Linked DNA regions of Mus musculus: region 2 is linked to region 1. A link is a contact called in public ChIA-PET data. All regions are on one chromosome and are shown on one strand. Each heading gives the region's core, a stretch centred on a gene start, on an enhancer-like site or on the middle of the called end of the contact. The rest is flanking DNA. Distances are from core to core; before and after follow the strand shown. Region 1 overlaps Srpk1 (serine/arginine-rich protein specific kinase 1). Region 2 overlaps Kctd20 (potassium channel tetramerisation domain containing 20).

Region 1 (3,976 bases), core at 622-3,121:
TCGTGTGTAATCCTCCCCTGAATGAGGCTCAAACAAATAGTCCCCTGTGGCTAGTTCAAAGGCCTAAGGAAGAGACAGCGCATGAAAGTATCAGAGAAACAGAACACAGCTGCAAAGCCTCTGCTATCTGATCCCAAACCTAGACGGCCACTTGAGAAGCATCTCAGATTGCTTCTGAATGACAGCTACAGACCAATAAAATGGGAAAAGGAGAAAAGCCTCCTCAGTCAGCACTGATGTTGGGGCAGCCTGAGGGAAAGGAGAGCACAGAGCACAGCAGAGCGGAGCCGACCAGCAGTGGGCTAACTGCTTCTCACCACACAACACAGCCGCACTTCAACAGACGGAGCGCTCGGAATGCTCTTTAAAACAAATGTTTAGCTGGGCATGGTGGCGCACGCCTTTGATCCCAGCACTCGGGAGGCAGAGGCACGCAGATTTCTGAGTTTGAGGACAGCCTGGTCTACAGAGTGAGTTCCAGGACAGCCAGGACTACACAGAGAAACCCTGTCTCGGCAGGGGAGGGGGGACCCAAACAAAACAAAAAAAAATTTAAAGGAAAGGCGGGAACTTGTTGTGCCTGGCGAGGCAGGACTGCCAAGAATCCGAGTCCACCTTGGGCCGCACAGTCTGGAAAATGTCCTTGTAACCTGGAATGTCTGTAGGATTCTAGCGGGATGCTCTTTACAACAAATGTTTAGCTGCTTGTTTCTTACTAGCTCTCTGGTGACTGTGGGAACAACTTTTAAGAGTTGGCTCTTTCTTTCCCTCCATGTATGTCTCAGGGCTTGGAGTCAGCTTATCAGGTGCCTTTATCCAGAGCTAGGTCATGGGCCTTCAAGACTCTTCTAGCCACCAAGAAATGGTATCTGAGATGAGTCAGATTTCATCATGGCACTCTGTAGCCAGAAATATGTAGCTTGATGACAGTGCTCTCTTCCAGGCCCCAGTTTCTCCCCGTGGCCAGCAGAGGGCGCAGCGGGTGTTGAGAGGCTGCACATAAACCACCCATGAGACAAGCAGCCCCATCCTGCACTGGAATCCTACAGAGTTGGAAACATAATTTACATTCCAGATTACACGGACATTTTCCAGACTATGCAGCCCAAGGTGGACTTGGATTCTTGGCAATCCTTCTGCCTCACCAGGCTTAACAAGTTCCCACCTCTCCTCTGTAAGCCTCTCCTCTTGGCTTACTGCTGGGACTAATAAAACAGCAATTAAAGTGTAAGTGTGCAAACCTGACACACAGGGGAGCTTCCCTGGGAGTGACACTTTCAGCAAGTGTGACACCCCCATGCCCACCAAGCTGTCTTCTCTATGTCTGGTCTTGAATTTGTACAAAGGTATAAAGGGTAACAAAATACCAAGCTAGTGCTTGTAGCCAGTTTGAGTGTGAGTTGACTTGGAAAAGCAGGAACCCAAGGCCACTGTGTAAAACCAAGTGAAGGGACTATGTCCCCAACCTGTGTGGCCTGAGCAGTCAGGGTCTTTCTGAGCACAGAAAGCTTCAACTCAAACTCAAAGCCTAGGTCCACAGGAAAGCACGCCCACTGGCTGATGTTGACAAGCACAGACTGTAACAAAGGGGAAAACTAAATCAAGGCATAAACTCCCCAGCGTAAAGCAGCGACGTGTGGATTCACAGGTGCCCGGGCTTCACACCTGACTGACCCAGACATCTGAGGAGTGGCCCCACTGCAGAGGACAGCATCCTTCCAGTGGCATCCCAAGTCTGCAAACAGGTCAAGGCTATAAGCTCAAGGACAATAGTAACCAATACAGGAAAAAGAATGCCTTTGAACAATGGCTTTCAACCCACCCCACCCCTGCCCTCACCCCACCATGCCACGCCCATGGTTTCTGACATAACACTGAGAGCAGCTGTGTGACACTCTGCTCAGTACTGCATTAGCAAACAGGGAAGGCAGTGGGCAGGGCTCACCATGCATGCTGTGCTCCAGATGTCAGCAGGGGTGTTGTAGCCAGATCCTATCAGGACTTCCAAAGACCGATACTGCCGTGTCTGGATATCTTCAGTGAAATGCTTGTGCTGAGTGAGTCAAGGAGTGGAGATCCTTAATACTCATTTATTTAAAACAGGAAGTAACTAAGGCTTACTTAACGATGGAAACTAAAGCAAGCTGTCTGCAAAACTTATTTAACAACCTGTCTTACTGCTACTCCAGATAACTTAAAATTGAGCCTTAATTTAGTTTAGACATACAGACTTAGGAATAACAATAGCTTTATTAAGAAAATAAAAATAGCCCGGCGTGGTAGCACACACCTTTAATCCCAGCACTCGGGAGGCAGAGGCAGGCAGATTTCTGAGTTCAAGGCCAGCCTGGTCTACAAAGTGAGTTCCAGGACAGCCAGGGTTATACAGAGAAACCCTGTCTCGAAAAACCAAAAAAGAAAAGAAAGGAAAGGAAAAGAAAAGAAAAGAAAAGAAAAGAAAAGAAAAGAAAAGAAAACTATTAGAGCCGGTGTGATGGCACATGCCTTCAATCCTAGCACTTGGGAGAGGCAAAGGAAGGCAAATCTCTGAATTCTACACGGCTAATCTGGTCTACATGGCTAACCAGGCCAGCCATGGTTACAATGAGGCTGTTTCAAAAAGCAAAACAAAGAAACCCAAACCAAGCAAGCAAACAAAAAATATATACAAGTAGAGAAAACAAGAGCCATCAGTGATCAGCAGGTAAGAGCCTGCCAGCAAGCAGAGAGAGAGGGGGAGAGAGGAGAGAGAGACAGAGACAAAGACAGAGACAGAGAGAGCTAGCTTACCCACACTGTCTTCTGCAATTGTTCTCTGACCCACATGCATGTTGTGGCACACTGGTGCACACATGCATGCTCCCATACAATGAACGATCAAAAGTAAACAAGCTCAAACGACAATCAAATGTGTAAAATAAGAGTACAAAAGGCAAAGTCTACAGCCCTGTTAAGACAGACAGCCATCAGAAGTGAGGCGGCGTAGCTCAGGCTGAGGCTTGACATGAGGCTTGGCAAGCAGGGCAGAAGTATTCTTAACCTAAATAAACCTTAAACAAACAGGAGGAGGAGCCCGGCCTTCAGGGCTTTGTTGCGTTTTATCCCTGGATCCCACGCCCTAGAGAGGACCAACTCTGGCAGGCTGTCCTCTGACCGCCCATGCACAGCCTCAAGTCATCTCTCCAATCCCTAGAGTTATTCCTGCTGTTGATTTCTAGTCTTTTTTTTTTTTTTTTTTAAAACATACAGTCTTCTTCTTTTAAAAAAAAGATTTGTTTATTTATTACATGTAAGTACACTGTAGCTGTCTTCAGATGCACCAGAAGAGGGCATCAGATCTCATTATAGATGGTTGTGAGCCACCATGTGGTTGCTGGGATTTGAACTCTGGACCTTCGGAAGAGCAGTCGGGTGCTCTTACCCACTGAGCCATCTCACCAGCCCCTGATTTCTAGTCTTAATTCATTGTAATGCATACATAAAAGTATCTCAACTCATCTATATTGTTAAGGCTTGCTTTGTGTCCTAGTATATGGTATATTTTAGGTACTAGTTCCACGGGCTACTAAGCATATTCATTGTCTTAGTATACGGTCTACTTTAGGTACTAGTTCCACAGGCTAAGAATATACCTTCTGCAGGGTTAGATGTCTGTCAACTGGTCAGGGTGACATATACAGTTTCCCATTACTCTTGTGCTGTTGTTCCCTTGGCCAGTATGAAGGGTCCCCTTCCCCTAATTTTTAAAAGACTTATTTTATTTATATGAATACAGGAACCCTTTATGGATAGTTGTGAGCCACCATGTGGTTACTGGTAACTGAACTCAGGGTTTCTGAAGAACACTTTGTGCTCCTAACCCCTGAGCCATCTCTCCAGTCCCAAGATTTTCCTCTCAAAGTCTATTTTGTCAGATGGCAAATTGGTACACCTACATTCTTTGTGAGTGCCCTCTGCCTGGAACCCCTTCCAAATC
Region 2 (3,976 bases), core at 1,050-3,549, 370 kb after region 1:
TATAGGTTATTCTTAGACATAGAATGCTACAAGCTTGGTGCTTTTATGATTGTGAGAGATGTTACATGCCAGGAATCCCAGCATTAGGGATGCTGGGGATGGGGAGGAGTGTTCCAGGTCAGAGGACATGATGGGTTACATAGCACCTTTTGGTTGTCCCCTCCGTCCCTGCCCCCCTCCCCTCCTCTGTGACTAACCCCAGTGCTGTGTTGTTTAGTTCTTTACAGCTCCAAGCTCTACAGATTCTTCAAATATATCGAGAATAGAGATGTTGCTAAAACTGTGTTAAAGGAACGAGGCCTGAAGAACATCCGCATTGGAATTGAAGGTATTAAAAAGTCTCAGTCAGCCGGACAGTGGCAGAGACAGGCAGATCTCTATCTCTGAGTTGGAGGCCATCCTGGTCTACAAGAGGGAGTTTCAGGACAGCCAGGGCTACACAGAGAAACCCTGTCTTGAAAAAACAAACATAAAAAGGCTTGGCCAGTGTTGAGGTTCTACAACAAGGGGTGGGGTGGGTTTCTGGCCACAGCTTACTACTCTGAGCTTGGCTGGCGGGAGCCTTGAGACCCGGCACACTTAGAGTCTACTTAGTGAGGGGCTGCTTCATTGCTGTGTGTCCCGAGGTTTGCATTGCCTGCCCTTCAGTTGTAGCCATGAGTATCCCTCAGGGCTCTCAGCCCAGGGCACAGGATTCTGGGGTGAATCCAGTGAGCACCTGGGCTCACCTGAGCAAGAGTACGTCTTTTCATCTAAAGTTATTCTCTTAAAAAACAAACCAGCTTAAGGATTTGAGCTTTGCCGACTGTGGTGGTTCAGTCCCAGCCCTCGGGAGGCAGGGGAGGAAGATTTCTGTGAGCTCTGGGCCAGCTTAGTCTGCATCACAGTTTCCAGGCAGGCTGAGGCTATTTAGTGAGACTCTGTCTTTTCTTTTTCTTTTTTAAATTTATTTATTTTCTTCATATGAGTACACAGTTGGTTTCTTCAGACACACCAGAAGAGGGCATCAGATCCCATTACAGATGGTTGTGAGCTACCAATGTGGGTGCTGGGAATTGAACTCAAGACCTCTGGAAGAGCAGTCAATGCTCTTGACTTATAAGCCATCTTTCCAGTCTGTCTTTTCTTAGATAAAACTTGAGGTCTGTTTTTCCTCAGGCTGTCTGGGTACTTCGTGCTGGAGGCAGGAGTTGGTGCAGCCTGGGCCCCTGAGCCCTGCTCATATCACCGCCGCAGTGAACTCATTGCTACATGTGTCTGACTCAGGATTTTAAGTTAGAGGTCACTATTGAGATAATTTCACTTTGCCTTGTGTGTGAGGCCTGGGGACAGGGTACCATTGTTACCATTGAGGTAACATTGCACATTTCCCTGCTTTTCCCTTAACCATGGCTTCTATACAGCATTAACAAGATGGCAGCGTTCCTGTGCCATGGGGAAGTTTTGTCCCTTTGTGGTGTTTCCAACCATTAAAAGCTCTTGGAATTAGTACATTCTCTTTCCTTTCCATTAAGAGGGGGAGAATCTGGGCTGGTGAGATGGCTCAGCAGGTAAGAAAGAGCACTGACTACTCTTCAGACGTCCTGAGTTCAAATCCCAGCAACCACATGGTGGCTCACAACCATCCATAACAAGATCTGATGCCCTTTTCTGGAGTGTCTGAAGACAGATACAGTATACTTGCATATTCATAAATAAATAAATCAAAAAAAAAAAAAGGGGGGGAGAATCCCTGTTATTTCCCACAGCCCTGTCCCTTATAGGGACAGAGGAGGCTTGGGAGGACACCAGTCACATGCCACAGAGCTTTTCTTGCTGTCCTTGGACTTGGAAGTAGATGGTAGAGCGAGGAGAGTCTGCCAGGAGTGTGAGCACTGTATGCTTTCTGGTTGCAGGTTACCCTACCTGTAAAGAGAAGATCAAGAGGAGACCTGGCGGGCGGTCTGAAGTCATCTACAATTATGTGCAGCGCCCTTTTATCCAGATGTCATGGGAAAAAGAGGAAGGAAAGAGTCGCCATGTGGATTTCCAGTGCGTTCGCAGCAAATCCCTCACTAATTTGGTGGCTGCTGGAGAGGATGTCTTAGAAGACCAGGAGATAATAATGCATCACCCACCACAAGTAGATGAACTTGACCGCTTAAATGCTCCACTCTCTCAGATGGCTCCGAATGACTTTCAAGATTAGGGACAAACGGCCTCTGCCCAGTTGTTGGAGCTCTTCTTTGTGTGGGTACCCCTAACCAGGCCTCCCTGCCCTCCTGTGGTTTCTCACCGTTAGGAGATGCCTCTTCCTGTCTCCTTCCCTTCTGAGTTGTTACTGTGCCCTTTTCCGGGTCTGCCTCCGGCTGGGTGAAGAAGCTCTCTGGTAATTAGGCGGCCAGCTTTACCAGCCCTGGCAAACGAGCTTTTGGGTCTGGTGCTCTTGGTTGAATCTTTGCATTCACCTCCTGGTGCAGGAGAGGAAGTGAACTGTTGCCTCACATTCGGCACAGCAGCCCACTCTTACACCGGGTGAGTGGTTTCACAATCAGACAAATTGCTTATTAGCAAAAGGACCAAAACGTCAGAGAAACAGTCTGTGCTGGGGTTGGGTGTGCCCACCTGGGGAGGTGCGGGGCAGGCGAAGGGAATTCCCTGGAGCTCCAGCTCAGCTCTGCTTTTTACTAACATAGGAGCAAACCAACCCCCTAAGAAGGGCAGCCTGATGCTTCATTTGGAAGTGAAACTTGCAAATGAGGTGGCAGAATGGCTCCAGATTGGGCCAGCTGGACCCTCCTCTGGTGGGAAGCCACAGCGCCTGTCCATTAAATAGGCCATTAGCTACTGGAACATGGTAAGAAAGTAATATGTGGTCATCCCCCAAATCAGGTCCAGGCCTTGTTGTTGTGTTATCTGCTCAGGCTTACACGTGTGGTAGACGGCAGCCCAGATCATTCCCTAGCTCCTTCCTCTCACATTTCCATGGCTGTTTGCAGAGCCAAGAGCCTGACAGCAATGTCTGCAATTATTTTACTTCCCGGTAGAAGTCCACCTTTGAGTCCGTCCTCCACCCTGGGCGGTGTGTAAGCTGTTTCCTTCAAGCTCTTTACAGAATATGTTGTTTCTTGAAGGCTGCTCCCATAAGACCATGTATAGCATAACTACTTGATGGCAATAAAATCAGGTTTTGGAAGCCCTCTCTCCAGTATTGAAGAACAAGTGTGCTCTTAAAACAGTGTTTTCTGTGCTTGTGGCATCACAATGGGTGCAAGATCTTCCTTGCTTAGAAAAGAACCGAAGGGTAACTGAGTGGCTCCAGCTTGTGGTGACTATTGGTGTGTCTGTGAGGCAGCATCCAGAATATGGGCTGAGGTTGTCTGTATCAAGAGGTTACTTCTGTGAAGTTGCTTGGCTTGTGTTTGAGGCCAGGTCTGGCTTTGATTTTGTTGGTGCTACATGGTTGCCTACCTGCAGCTGTCCAGCCCAGGCCCAGGGTCAGTGGTGCTTCCTGTTTCTCCATGGCCACAGGAATGATTATGTGTCTGTCCTGTGTAATGCTCAGGTGTGAGCACGGTCCTTTCTTTGTCCTTCGGAGTTGGTTCACTGGCTCTGGCCTTTTATGAACTAGGTCTTCACCCCAACACTCCAGCCCATGGAGTTTGACTGGGAGGCAATCTAAAGGCCACTCCAGTGACACTGGGTGGTGGCAACTAAAGGAAAGACTGTGTGCAGACATAGGCTTCTTGTGGGGAGGGAAGCTTTTTTGTACCTCAGCCCCACCCTTACCTACATTTCAGTGTCATTGTAGTTTGGTGTCTTGCCTACTGTTCCCAGAGTTGGGACACTTTTTCCTTTTGTTTTTGTTTTGTTTTTGGTGTGGGGGAGGAATAAGATGGGGTTACAAAACAAGGTTTTTCTGGGTAGCCCTGGCTGTCCTGGAACTCACTTTGTAGGTCAGGCTGCCCTCAAACTCAAGAGATCCACCTGTCTCTGC

Evidence for each region. ChIA-PET counts read pairs in DNA pulled down with a chosen protein or histone mark.
Region 2: a contact with region 1 is called in an RNA polymerase II ChIA-PET map of memory CD8 T cells, with 40 read pairs. The contact joins two enhancer-like sites. A contact is called at or near these places in 1 of 39 promoter capture datasets (hippocampal neurons), 5 of 115 datasets of contacts at active chromatin or transcription factors (the 230-238 cell line, effector CD8 T cells, embryonic forebrain and 2 more) and 1 of 9 other capture datasets (adipose tissue).

What each region holds. Positions count from the first base shown.
Region 1 is chr17:28,592,225-28,596,200 of GRCm38.p6, forward strand. It overlaps Srpk1 (serine/arginine-rich protein specific kinase 1), which reads right to left. Exons shown (of 16, transcript NM_016795.4): 13 at 1,946-2,053; 14 at 1-63. Among named protein-coding and RNA genes, the nearest start is that of Lhfpl5, 18 kb to the left of the region's middle. Within about 2 kb of position 1,872, at least 46 of the 459 cell types and tissues checked have an H3K27ac peak or open chromatin away from gene starts, as enhancers often do. A contact at or near this core is called in memory CD8 T cells, where this site is marked.
Region 2 is chr17:28,964,757-28,968,732 of GRCm38.p6, forward strand. It overlaps Kctd20 (potassium channel tetramerisation domain containing 20), which reads left to right. Exons shown (of 8, transcript NM_001356300.1): 7 at 218-328; 8 at 1,896-3,976. The coding sequence ends at 2,188. Among named protein-coding and RNA genes, the nearest start is that of Kctd20, 14 kb to the left of the region's middle. Within about 2 kb of position 2,300, at least 81 of the 459 cell types and tissues checked have an H3K27ac peak or open chromatin away from gene starts, as enhancers often do. A contact at or near this core is called in memory CD8 T cells, where this site is marked.